Regions from separate parts of the Sus scrofa genome. Here region 1 is linked to region 2. A link is a contact called in public Hi-C data. All regions are on one chromosome and are shown on one strand. Each heading gives the region's core, a stretch centred on a gene start, on an enhancer-like site or on the middle of the called end of the contact. The rest is flanking DNA. Distances are from core to core; before and after follow the strand shown.

What was found. A called contact is a pair of places that touch in the nucleus more often than the background predicts.
Region 1: a contact with region 2 is called in a Hi-C map of liver, with 4 times the contacts expected there. The contact joins the promoter of INTS8 here to the promoter of PLEKHF2 in region 2. A contact is called at or near these places in 7 of 47 Hi-C or Micro-C datasets (alveolar macrophages, embryonic fibroblasts, fetal skeletal muscle and 4 more) and 1 of 2 datasets of contacts at active chromatin or transcription factors (alveolar macrophages).

Annotation. Positions count from the first base shown.
Region 1 is chr4:41,877,475-41,884,470 of Sscrofa11.1, reverse strand. It overlaps INTS8 (integrator complex subunit 8), which reads left to right and starts at 5,614. Exons shown (of 28, transcript XM_003125559.5): 1 at 5,614-5,910. The coding sequence starts at 5,781.
Region 2 is chr4:41,531,905-41,538,327 of Sscrofa11.1, reverse strand. PLEKHF2 (pleckstrin homology domain-containing family F member 2) reads left to right here and starts at 3,396. Exons shown (of 2, transcript XM_021089079.1): 1 at 3,396-3,547.

The DNA.
Region 1 (6,996 bases), core at 4,365-6,864, 340 kb before region 2:
GGGTGCGGCCCTAAAAGGCAAAAAAAAAAAAAAAAAAAAAAGGAATTATGAAAACAGAAAACAGTTCTGACCTCAGACTCCCTGTAAGCATCTGGGAAGTCCTCTGGGTTCGGCAGACTATACTTCAAGAATGTCACTTCAATTCATTTGTAGGTACATAATTGTATGTATATATACATAGACATCTATAAATGACATATGGCATTCTGGGGGAGGTGTTATAATTTATACATACCATATTGTTCTTATTTTCCCACAACTTGCTTCTTTTCACTAAGTAGTGTGTTTTTGAGATACATTCATATTTATATATACTAGCAATGATTGGAATTTGAAATTTAAAAAATTGCAATAACAAATTTTTTTTGGACACACCCATGGCATGCAGAAGTTCCCAGGCCAGGAATCAAACCCCAGACACAGCAATGACAATACTGAATCCTTAACTGCTAGGTCACCAGGGAACTTCTTCAATGCATTTAAATAAACTCCCCAGGAGTTCCCATTGTGGCACAGCAGAAACGAATCCGACTAGGAACGATGAGGTTGCCTCGCTCACTGGGTTAAGGATTTGGCGTTGCTGTGATCTGTGGTGTAGGTCGAAGAAGCGGCTCAGATCTAGCATTGCTGTGGCTCTGTTGTAGGCCAGCAGCTGTAGCTCTGATTAGACTCCTAGCCTGGGAACCTCCATATGCCTCGGGTGCTGCCCTGAAAAGACAAAAGACAAATAAAAAAACCCAAAAAACTCCCCAAAGGATTAACATGATTGTTCTAAAATTTGTCTGAAAATGTGAAGGACTAAAATAGCCAAGACAATTTTAAAGAAGATAAACAAAATTGGAAAACCTACACTCCCAACTATTAAGACTTTTTATTTATTTATTTATTTATTTATTTTTTGTCTTTTGTCTTTTTGTTGTTGTTGTTGCTGCTATTTCTTGGGCCGCTCCCGCAGCATATGGAGGTTCCCAGGCTAGGGGTTGAATCGGAGCTGTAGCCACCGGCCTACGCCAGAGGCACAGCAACGCGGGATCCGAGCCGCGTCTGCAACCTACACCACAGCTCACGGCAACGCCGGATCGTTAACCCACTGAGCAAGGGCAGGGACCGAACCCGCAACCTCATGGTTCCTAGTCGGATTTGTTAACCACTGCGCCACGACGGGAACTCCAAGACTTTTTATTTATTTATTTTTTATGGCTGCACCTGTGGCACGTGGAAGTTCCAGGGTCCGGGATTGAATCCAAGCCGCAGCTGGAAGCTTCGTAGCAGCTGTAGCAATCAATGCCATATTCTTTAACTGACTGTGCCTGGCTGCGGATTGAACCCATGCCTCCCAGCAACCTGAGCCACTGCAGTCAGATTCTTAACCCACTGCATCATAGCAGGAACTCCTATCAAGACTTAGTTTAAAACTTCATTAAAAGGGAGTTCCTGTTGTGGCACAACAGAAAGAATCTGACTAGTATCCTTGAGGATTTGGGTTCAATCCCTAGCCTCACTCAGTGGGTTAAGAATCCTGTGTTGCAGTGAGCTGTGGGGTAAGTCACAGATGCGGCTTGGATCCCACGTAGCTGTGGTTGTGGTGTAGACTAGTAGCCGTAGCTCCGATTTGACCCCTAGCCTGGGAACTTCCATATGCTGTGGGCACAGCCCTAAAAAAAACAAATATACAAAAAAACCTACCTTAAAAGACTGTAGTATTTGTTCAAGGATTGACAAATACACCAATAGAAACAGAGTAGAAAGTCTAGAAACAGATTCACATGTGAACAGTCACCTGATTTCTGACAAAGTCACCACTGCAATTCAATGGGAAATAACCAGTATTTCCAATAAATGATAATATGGGAAGAAAGTGAATCTTGGCTTATACACACAAAACGATTAAAAGTGGATCATAGGAGTTCCCACTGTGGCACAAGGGGATTGGCAGCATCTCTGGAGGACTGGGAAGAAGGTTCGATCTCCAGCCAGCACAGTGAGTTAAGGATCTGGCATTTCTGCAGCTGTGGCATAGGTGGCACCTGGAGCTTGGATCTGATCCCTGACCTGGGAATTCCATATGCCTTGAGGCAGTCAAAATAGAAAAAAACTCCCAGTAGCTCACAGGGAGTTCCCACTGTGGCACAGTGGGTTACGAATCCAAATGCAGTGGCTCAGGTTGCTGAGAAAGAGTTGATTTGATCCCCAGACTGTGGTGGGTTAAAGGACCTGGCATTGCCACAACTGTGGTGTAAGTTGCAGCTGCAACTTGGATTCAGTCTCTGGCCCAGGAACTTCCATAGGCCATGGGTGCAACCTTCAAAAAAAAAAAAAAAAAAAAAAGAGGTGGATCTCACATAATTATGAAATGTAAAAAATACATTTTCTAAAGGAAAGCATCAGAAAATTTATCTTCATGATCTTGTGTAGGCAAATACTTCTTTAACAGGTAGGCAAAATTCCTTAAAGGAATTTAAGGATTGACTCCTTAAAGATTGGACTTTATTAAACAAGAGATATTTGTTTTTCCTAAATGTAGATCTAGTTTATTTCTTTGAGATGTTTGAATCCTCCAGATATAAATCTACATGTAGAATTGCTGCTTTTGGAAGTATGTTATCTTTGTATGAATATAAAAGGTCCCCATTTTTCCATATAGGTTTCCATTGCCCTGTAATTCTTGGAAAACACTTAATATTTCAATCTGATGGGTGACACATACTTTTTCTTTTTCTTTTTTTTCTGTTTTGTCTTTTTAGAGCTGTACTCGCAGCACATAGAGGTTCCCAGGCTAGAGGTTGAATTAGAGCTATAGCTGCCGGCCTATGCCACAGCCTCAGCAATACCTGATCCAGCTCATGGCAACCCTGGATCCTTAACCCACTGAGTAAGGCCAGGGCTAGAACCCTCAAACACTTGTCATCATGGATACTAGTTGGATTCAGGTTTCTTAACTGCTAAGCCACTCGGGAACACCCCATTGTTGTTTTAATTTGCATTTCATTGATCATTCATAACCATGACCCCCCCCCCCCCCGCCGGTGTGCACCAATTAGCTGAGCTTGCATATTTTTTTTCAAAGTTTATTTGGGATTCAGATATCTTCTGTAGATACTAGTTGCATTTTTCTGACCTCAGCCCAATTTTTTTGCTGTCTTTTCAGAGAGGCATATAATGCATGGAGTAAGATTTCAGGTTCTGAAGCCATGCTGCTTAAGCCCATATTTAGCATCTGGCACTTAATAGAAGTGTGACTTTGGGAAAGTTTTAAAGGTCTTTCTGTGCCTATTTTATCATCTGAGAATGAAGATAATAAAGAAACCTACTCCTTAGAATTTGAATGAGATAATGCATATGTTATGGATTGAATGTTTGTGTCCCCCTGCTCCCACCCCTGCCCCAAATTCCCTGTTGAAACTCTATCACCCAACATGATGGTCTTAGGAGGTGGGGCCTTTGGGAAGTAATTAGGATTAGATGAGGTCATAAGGGGTGGAGGCCTCCTAAAAGGGATTAGTGCCCTTATGAGAGAACTTGTTCCCTTTCTGCTATTGGCCAAGTGAGGATACTTGACAGTCTGTACTCCAGAAGCATGTTCTTATTACAGCTCAACCATGTTGTCACCATGATCTTGGACCTCTAGCTTTCAAAACTATGAGAAATAAATTTGTTGTTCTTTTTTTTTTTTTGTCTTTTTGCCTTTTCTTGAGCTGCTCCCATGGCATATGGAGGTTCCCAGGCTAGGGGCTGAATCAGAGCTGCAGCCATCGGCCTACACCACAGCAACGTGGGATCCAAGTCACGTCTGCAACCCACACCATAGCTCATGGCAATGCCGGACCCTTAACCCACTGGCAAGGCCAGAGATCGAACCTACAACCTCATGGTTCCTGGTCGGATTTGTTAACCACTGCGCCATGACGGAAACTCCTAAATTTGTTGTTTAGAAGCCATCCAGTCTATGGTGCTTTATTATAGCAATCTGAACTAATTAAGGCAATGCATAAAGTGCTTAACTCAGTGCCCATAGATAGTGAATTTACAATGAGCATTTGCTAGTAAATATTAACTATTATTTTTAGGTACACTAATCATGCCTGTTATAACGCTCAGTGCCCACTGGACATTTCCATTTCAACACCTCACAGGGTGTGCACAGTCAACATTTCCAACCTGAATTTCAAACCTGCCCCCTAGCTCTTCCCTGTACTGACAGACGATGGAGACATAGACCATTCACCCTGTCACTGGCGTTAGAAACATAAGAGCCATTCATTTTCCCTTAAGCTTTTTATGCCCAACTAGTGGGTGTATAAAACAAGCCAAATTTTCCATGAAAGTAACTATGTAATCTTCCTGTTGATGTTTTATTAATTTAGGTCCTCATGATTTTACTAGTCTAATACATGGTTTCCAAACTGTGTTCTTTAGAGTCTAGGACAGAGTTTCATGAGTCAGAAGAGTGACCCAAGGATGGTTTTTACAGTGAGAAAAGGACTGAGAACAGGACTCTGGGGAACATCAGAATGAAAGAGGCAGGGCAAACTCTAGAAAGAGTATTGTGCAGGAAGAGAATAAGACAATGGTTGCCATTGAAGCACTGATCTACTTCCACTTATGGAGGAGCTACTTCCACTTATTTTTCCTAGAACTTCAAAGCTTTACTTTTTCATTCTGGAAGCCATTGAACTTATCTTCTCTATCCAGTGTTATCGGCCTGAGTAAGTGCAGTGGAAAGACCATCAAAGGCTCAACTTAGTCCCTTGTTTGTTGGGAAACTTTGGACAAATGATCGAACCTGGAACCTTAGTGTCTTCACTGGTTAAAAGACGTATTATGAGGTTGTTTACAGGAGAAAACAAGAATCATGTATATGAAAAAAGCACTATATATTAGCTAACATCTGCCCATGTTTCTAGACATGAGGCCTTGTTTAAAAAGATTACCTGTATTATCAAGTTCTTCCTTAAATTCTTTTCTCAACCCTAAGATTAGGCACTATTATAATTAAGGTTCCGAGAGGCTATAATTTGCACTAATATAGATCGTGTATATAGTCTATGAATTCACTTTTTAAAAAAAACCTTTGTTAATAAAAAGCGCATTACAGAATGGGGGTATATGAAAAATGGGGTTAAAACAATATCTCTAGCTGAGATATCAAGAAAATTAGGCGTTAAATATTGAGTGCTAGTCCTGAGAAACAGCAGAAAAGCTGGATCTCGGGGGTCCGTCAGCTGTCCGAGAAAGGGGGTGGGAACGCTGTTGGCCAAGACCAATAGGGCACATCTGTTGAGAGGACCTAAGTGGGAGGAAATCTTAGCAATGGAAATGGGAAAATTGAAAGCACCGAAAACAAACTTTGCATAGATCACAGTTTCAACCTGCAGTGCTCACTGCCTTTTCCTCAGACGCTGAGAGGCCTATTAATAAGGCTGTTCGTTTCTCTCGCTGAGAATCTCCCAGGGTACCGGGAAAACCCAACCTGCGACCCAACTTATTCTCAAACCATCTCCCATAGCAACCGGAAGGAGGCGTGGTCTGGGGACAGGTACCGCCCTCTTTCTTCAACTCGAACAAGGATTGGCCTGGAGGCGCGGCTGTGGCGCCGGAAGGCGGATCCCGGAGTCCCAGCTACGGCTGGGCTGTGCCGCCATTTTGGATTGTGTGGGTTTCTGGGAAGTTCCGAGTGTTCCTCACACCCCGCGGTTCCGCAGATCACAGGCCCGGGCCCGCGTCCGAGTGTCAGGTTGGAGCCAGGAAGCGTCCCTGGGGGTAGCGGCGGCGGGGGCAGGATGAGCGCGGAGGCGGCGGACCGGGAGGCGGCCACCTCCAGCCGGCCCTGCACCCCGCCGCAAACGTGCTGGTTCGAGTTCTTGCTGGAGGAGTCGCTGCTGGAGAAACATCTGCGCAAGCCCTGCCCGGGTAAGCGCGGCGCCGGCAGCCCGAAGGGAGCGAGACCCGGCCACCGGCGCTGTCCGTGCGGCTCTCACCACCCCGCGCCTTCTCGGCCACGAACCTGTGACCCGGGAGGCGGGGACCAGAGCGGAGCTTTGGCGCGGCCCGCTTAGCTAAGCATTAAACATTCTAGTGCGGGGGCATCGAAGTGGGAGGCCAATGAAAAGGGCAACCCAAAGGCCCTTCCGCATCCCCTTTTACTGTTTGGGTTTTTTTTTTTTAAGTCACCTGCCAGATGGTATAGTGAAAGTTACTTGGGTTAGGAAGGCTGGCTCTTGACAGAACCCGGGACAATTTGGGGAGATGGAGAGAAATCAGCTATTTTGGGTCAGACCCTGATGCCAGGATATATAGTTAACTATTATTAATATATAATTTATGTTAAATATAATTAATATATAATTTATATTACATGTGTATATATGTATTTCAAATTTGGTCTCTGAATCAAAAACGAAGAAATCTTTGAAAGCAGGAACTGCTTTACTTTACAAGATGGTTATTGTATAATGATGATCATGATTAATATCCCAGTTAATGAGTGCTGTTAGGGAAGGTGGAAAACGCCAGGCATTTCTGGAAAGAGGTACCAGCATGAGAAGGTAAGCTCCTGGATGATATTTTGCTGATGAAATTTGAATTCAGATGTGGCTTGTTCAGTCTAATAGCCTGGTCTTAACTGGTGGAGACTACTGTACTTCACTTGGGCAGTTTTACCGCCTATATTATATTGTGTTCTTTGAATTGGTTGCTTTTGACTAACGTTTGTTGAGTGTTTCTGGATGTCAGGCATTAGTCTTAATGCTTCACATATGTTATTTCTTTTTTTCTGTCTTTTGTCTTTTTAGGGCCATACCCGCAGCATATGGAGGTTCCCAGGCTAAGGGTCAAATCGGAGTTCCAGCTGCTGGCCTATGCCACAGCAATGCAGGATCTGAACCAAGTCTGCCATCTACACCACAGCTCAGGGCAACGTCTGATCCTTAACCCACTGAGCAAGGCCAGGGATTGAACCGTGTCCTCATGGATGCTAGTCAGGTCATTAGCCACTGA
Region 2 (6,423 bases), core at 2,147-4,646:
CCGTGGAAGGATTTCTGCAGAGGAGTGATATAAGCCTGGGCAGTCCCTGTGGGGAGGGGCTGTGAGGAGAGGTAAATCCTACAATATTTTGGAGGCGAAGGCTTTGGATAAAGAAGATGGGGAAGAGGATGAGGTAGTGATTACTCAGCAAGTTTGTGGATGACAGTGCCATTTCCCTGAGACAGGCACGACTGGGAGAAGACCAGGGTCTGTCTGAGGGTTAGGTGAACAGAGAAATCAAGGAGTCATTAAAATGGAAGGATCTGCCATCTTCTTTTGTTTTTAGGGCAGCACCTGTGGCATATGGAAGTTCCCAAGCCGGAGTTGAATTGGAGCTGTAGCTGCTGGCCTACACCACAGCCACAGCAGCACAGGATCCAACCGAGCTGCAGCTGCTGACCTACACCACAGCTCATGGCAACCCTGGATCCCCAACCCACTGAACGAGGCCAGGGATCGAACCCGTGACCTCCCGGATACTAATTGTGTTTGTTACCACTGAGCCACAATGGGAATTCCTGCTGTCTTCCTTTGAATGCTCTGTTTTCAACTAAAAGTTAACCAAACTCTTGTCTTTTCCAAAATAGGTATCCTTGAAAAACTTAACCATCGGGTCAAGGATGATTGTAAGAACTTTGCCTTTTAGGATTAAAACATTTGGTCAAATTCAATTTTACTAACATTTTCAAGTTCCTCTATGTTTTAGACACTCTGCCAGAGACTTTACACCCCTTATCTCATTTCCTCTGCTCAGCAATCCATGAGGAAGTTCCTATTTTCATCTTCACTTTACAGAGATCTGAGGTTCAGAGAGCGATCTTATCACTTGATTTGAACAAGGTGCCACAGTGTGGGTCTGAATCAGGAGCTGATCCTACTGCCTGAGTGCCTTGTTTTTTTTTCAGCTTTGTCAGTGCTGTCCAATAGAACTTTTATATATCTGCACTGTCCAGTAGTCATGTGACTTTTAAATCTGCACTGTCCAGTAGTCATGTGACCTTTAAGCACTTGAGATGTGGTTGGTGTGACTGAGGAACTAAAATTTTAATTTAAATAATGACTCATGGCTAGTGGCCACTATATTTGTCAATAATCCCCAAACTGGGGTGCACACAGCCCAAGGAGGGTACAGAATATGCAGAGTACAGAAAGAAAACACACAGAGATATATGTTTTAAATCATTATTTCTGATTTTTATATTGTATGTTTTATAGTTAGGCATATCATGATAGGCATATCATTATAAAAATTAATGAACAGAAACCACAATTAATACAGAGGCAGGAGGTCAGAAGAGGGAGCTCTTCAGCCCTATGACAATAGCACTGCCCAGCAGGAAGAAGAAAGCCTTCTTCTTGCTTGGCAAGAGCTCAACCAATGAGAGACTGTCACAACTCAACCAATGAAAAGCCATTATACTTGGAATTTATAATATCTCCAATGGACTCATCGTTTACAATAGCCCTCCCACCTTCTTCTTTCCCTCTTTAAAAGAGTTCTCCTCTCTTTGCAGTGTAGGGACTTGTAGGTGGAATCCACATGGAAGCATACCCTGAATTGCAGTTCTTGGTTGATCCTGAGTAAACCCATTTTTACTGGAGAAATAAATGGCAATCTATTTGTTTTACATCAATATTATAATAGGCGTGTGTGTGTATACACTTTATAATTAATTATATATATTTTAAATTTAACACTCATATAGCCCTTACCATGCACAAGTCACTATACATTACAAATAGTAATAACACTAGGGGGTAGATACTTTAATTACCCTCATTTTACAAATGAAGAAACTAAGGCAAAATTTGGATATGCCCAAGGAAACAGGTAGCTGGTGGCAAAGCTGAATTTGAGTAGTTTGGCTTCTAAGTCCATACGTTTTAGGGTGAGCTAAATAAGTATATTGGGAAATACGAGAGGACAAACTTTTACTGGTAAGTGAGTGACAAAAATGTTTGGTGACTATTGTTCTAGACTAGACTTTAGCCAACCAATCAGACATAGCCATTCCTAATCTCAAAATTGAAAGGGATTTTGGAGATGATGGAGTCCATCCTTTTTTCCACTGACAGATGGTCTTCTGCATGTAGAGGAAGAAGGAACTAAATGAAATTGGGGTAGGGTGATGGTTCAGATGAGAATCCTGGGGACATTTACACTTGTCTTCAGAGACAACTATACCTAACAGATGTAAAGTTTTTCTGGTGGTAATAGTCTACGTTTTCCTATTAAAAAAAAATATCGGTTTTGCAGTTTTTTTCTAGTTACTAATTTTATTTAAAAGACTTGCTTGTTTCTGAGATATGGAAAAAGTGAGGATGGGAGGCTGAATACCTGGAGGGGATCCCAGACCAAAAGAAAGTTCCTGCTTATGTATCCCTAGGTGGGTGCTCTTTTATGTGGCTTGGGTGCGGTGGTTCTAATTCAAGAATAATCAAAGGTAAAATATCCTTGAAATAATAGATCAACGGGAAAGATAAAATTTACCCAAGTCTAATTTCTGCCTATACGCTTTCCGTTTGAAGTGAATATTCTGTCTCCTCCCCCCATTCCTCATCTTAGTCATCTTAAACATCTCTCCACGTATCCGTCAGCTCGCTTAGCTGCGTTATAAATGAAGAAGGGCAGGTTTAACCTTATATGGTATCATTACTGTTTTCAGATGTGTGAAGTTGGATGACGTTTGTGGCGTCAGAGAAAAAGTTTTGGAAAGACCAGAGTTCTAAGTCAGGGAATAAGTCATCCATCACTTAAAAGACTGTATGGGGTATGTGTGTTGTAGCCGCAGCTCCCTCTGTTTCAAGTGGTGGGGTCTTAGGAAAAGCCAGTGGAAGATGTGACAGGCAGGAACGCTGTGCTAAAGTGGGAGTAGCAAACAAAAGTCCGCCCAGCTTTTATTTCCCGGCAGTGGAAAGTTCTTGAGTTCCCCTTACAGGCCAGTTCGGTGGTGTGGGAGAGGGGGCCCAGCCTTCCTTCCGTTCTTCCAGCCTCGCTAAGAACTTCGTGGGCAGATGAACAATCCTTTCCAAGGACTTGCCCGCAGCTAGGCAGCCCAGGTAAGACGTCCCACGTGCGCCCAATCGGCTCCAAGGCGCGCGTTCCCACTGAGCACGGAGGAACCAACCCCAGGCCCTGGCTACCCAGGTGGGTGTGGCTTTCGTGGTGGCTCCGCCCCCTCGAGCTCGTCGCGCGGGGCCGCCCGGGCGGGGCGAGGGAACGGGCAAGAAAGGGCGGGGAGCGAGCGGTGTGGGTGTGCTCGTGCCCGCGCTCGCGGCTGGCGTGTGGGTGGCGGCGCGCCCGTGCGCGCGCAGGGGAGAGGCTGTCCCCGGCGGCCGTTGTGGGGTTCGACTGGAGGGGCGGGAGGGTCACCTGCGAGCGGCTTCGACGCCAGCCCGCCGCGTCTGGATCGCGCCGGCTGCGAAACGCTGTTGGCTGCCCACTCTGGGAGGCTGGGGCGGAGGATCGAGCAGAGTCCGCGCCCGGCGCTCGGGACGAGGAGGAGTCGGACCTTTGCCGCCGCCGCCGCCGTCCGCGCCCGGCCGGGTAGGTGAAGCCGGAGTTGGTTGTCCACCGGCCGCCGGCGGGCGGGGAGAGGAGAAGCGAAACTTTCCGGGCGCTTCCCTCCGCGGTCCCCGGCCGTCGGCGGCGCGGGGAGGTGTCGTCGTCTCGGGCGGCGGCGGCCGACGCCATGTTGGGGTCTGTGAGAAACGGGGCGCTCCCGGCCGCTCCCCTCGCCCTGGGGGAGCCGCGCCCGCTCGCAGGACGCCGCCGCCGCTGCGGGAGGGCTCGGGGGCCGCCCGGGGGGCCGTGCCGGTGCTCGTTCTGTCCTCCGGGCCGCGGGGCGGGGGCCGGGCGGACGCGAAGCGGACCCTGAGATCGGGTGAGAAGTTGGGAGGCGCGGGGACTGGGGTCCCAGTCGTGGCCAATGGCATCTTAGGGCCCCAACATCTCTCTGTCCAAAAAGTTTGCAGGGTCTGGGCATCGCGGACGTTGTAATCTGAACAGCGTATTTTTATGTGATTGGCGGCCAAAAATGGCACCGCAGAATTTACCCTGATAGAAGCGTTGGCTCTAACGTCTTACTTACTTGGAATCTTTTAAAAGTTGTATGGTCTTTTGCCCAATTTATTTTTCCTTTATTTTTTAAATTTTTATTAAAGGCCGAGAGCTGCCTCTTCATGTTGCTTGACTATCCTTGTGCGCCCTTAGGACATTGAAGCAGTAACTTGTGAGTGTGCACTGGAAATCGTGGGTAGTATTAAGGTTACAGATAACCAAGTTCTTCTCTGTAATTCAGAGACTCACAAAGTTTGTAAATCGGTAAATACTTTCTTTGTTGTGTTTCAGTACGTCACTGAAGAACAAATTCAGTAAAGAAGGACTTAGACACGAACATTGAGAGACTCAAAGGCATGTGTTCTGTTTAGAATAAGGTGAAGTGATCTTGACATTGCGAGGTTTCCCCCCTCCTTTTGGTTCCTTAAAGGTGCTTGCCTACTGTGTTTTGAGCATTTAGATTTTTCTGTCCTTTGCGAGCTCATGGGGTCCTCAGGTTAATTCGGTATTAAGGAAAGCTTCTATTTTTAATCTCTTTGGGTCCTCACAGCACTGGAGGTGAATGGTATTAAGTTACTTATTTGGAAAGCACATGTAATCGCCTCAAAAAATAAAACTGGTGTACTGACCAAGGCATCAAAAAAGATTCAGCTTGAATCACCCCAGTAAGTGAATGTAAATTACTAGTTTTAATGAAGGCATTTGAGCTTCCAAATTCTGTTAATGAACTGAAAGGACTTTTTAACTACAAATCAGATAAACCCTTAAACATATCTTGGAGAATTTCTCTTATCAATCTTTAGGTAAAAATATAGCTTCGGCTCAGATTTGATCGCTAATTTCCTTAATTCTAGAAGAAAAAAAAAAACCTTTTTTTCCCCACTGTTAGGTAATTGCCATTATATGTATATATTTTTCTGTATGAAGAGTTACCTACAAATAAAGTGATTTAACTAACTTCAAATCTAACAGCCAAACTGGTATTTAAGTGAGATCTTATGACTGAAGCCTTCTCATTTTTCTTACAGCGTAACTGCAGGATATATAACTCATTCCTGTGGAGTAGTCTCTCTCCACCTTGTTTCGTCTGTTAGCTGCTCTTTCTGATTTTAATTTAGTTTCTCAGTATATCTATTTCCTGGAGTATTTCTTAGGAAATCTCAGTTTATGAGAGTTCATGTACTGAAATTATTCCTCCTAAAATTATTCACTCAAGCCTATAGAAGCTCCTTCTGCCCTGTTCTCCTTACCCCATCCTCTTTTTCTCCCCAAGAATAATTCACCTATCTATCCCATTGCATCCCAGTAAATGTATCTGTCATGGCACCTTCTTGACAGCAGGTTTAGGTCAGGTCTGAGTTGCCTCATCATCCCCAGAACATAGCACATGCTCAGGAAAGGTTTGAATGGATAAATACACATGTGTTTCTTGTAAATACGCTTTATGAATTTCTTGTTAAATTGCACTTTCAGGGGCAGAAGAGTTAAATCTTCTCTAACCACCTTTTTTTTTTTTTTTTTTTTTTGAGAATTTACCTTGGCAACTCATTAATTTTGGTCTGGGGGTACAGAACTTGAATGTTTGTGAAATTTCAGAGTAGATATGGACAGAAGGATAAGCAGCAAAGAAACAACAGCTGTGAGTCAACAAAAGGATAATAATCATAATTTAAAAGTGCATCTGGGAGTTCCTGTCTTGGCTCAGTGGTTAATGAATCTGACTAGGAACCATGAGATTGCAGGTTCAATCCCTGGCCTTGCTCAGTGGGTTAAGGATCCGGCATTGCCGTGAGCTGTGGTGTAGGTCGAAGATGCGGCTCGGATCCCGAGTTGCTTTGACTGTGGCGTAGGCCGGCGGCTAGAACTCTGATTTGACCCCTAGCCTGGGAACCTCCATATGCCACAGGTACGGCGCTAGAAAAGGAAAAAGACAAAAAATAAAAATAAAAAATAAGAAAAATAAAAGTGCCTCTGTATTTAGTGTTTATACTACATGGAAATAGAATTAATGCCTACAAATTTTGAAGGTCATGCTTATATATTTAAGCTTTTTGACAGAACAACTCTGATTTCTCTACCAATAATTATTTTGTTAGAATTTGTCTTAGAATTTTGTTTTAGAATGCCTGGCGTAATGGAAAACATGTGAAAATTGCTTTTCTATTTGTAAGTTTATCTTTGAGAACCAGCTTTGTACACCAGCTGCATGCCTAATAGCAGGGTGTATGTTGGCTTAAGTGAATAAAATGGACTTTGTGGATATACTCTCAGAGGGCTGTTTTAAGTTGTGAAACCTCTCCAGGTGAAGGAGTTCTGTAATTCTGTAATGAAATTACTGTAGAATTTGAGGTTAATCCCCTGCC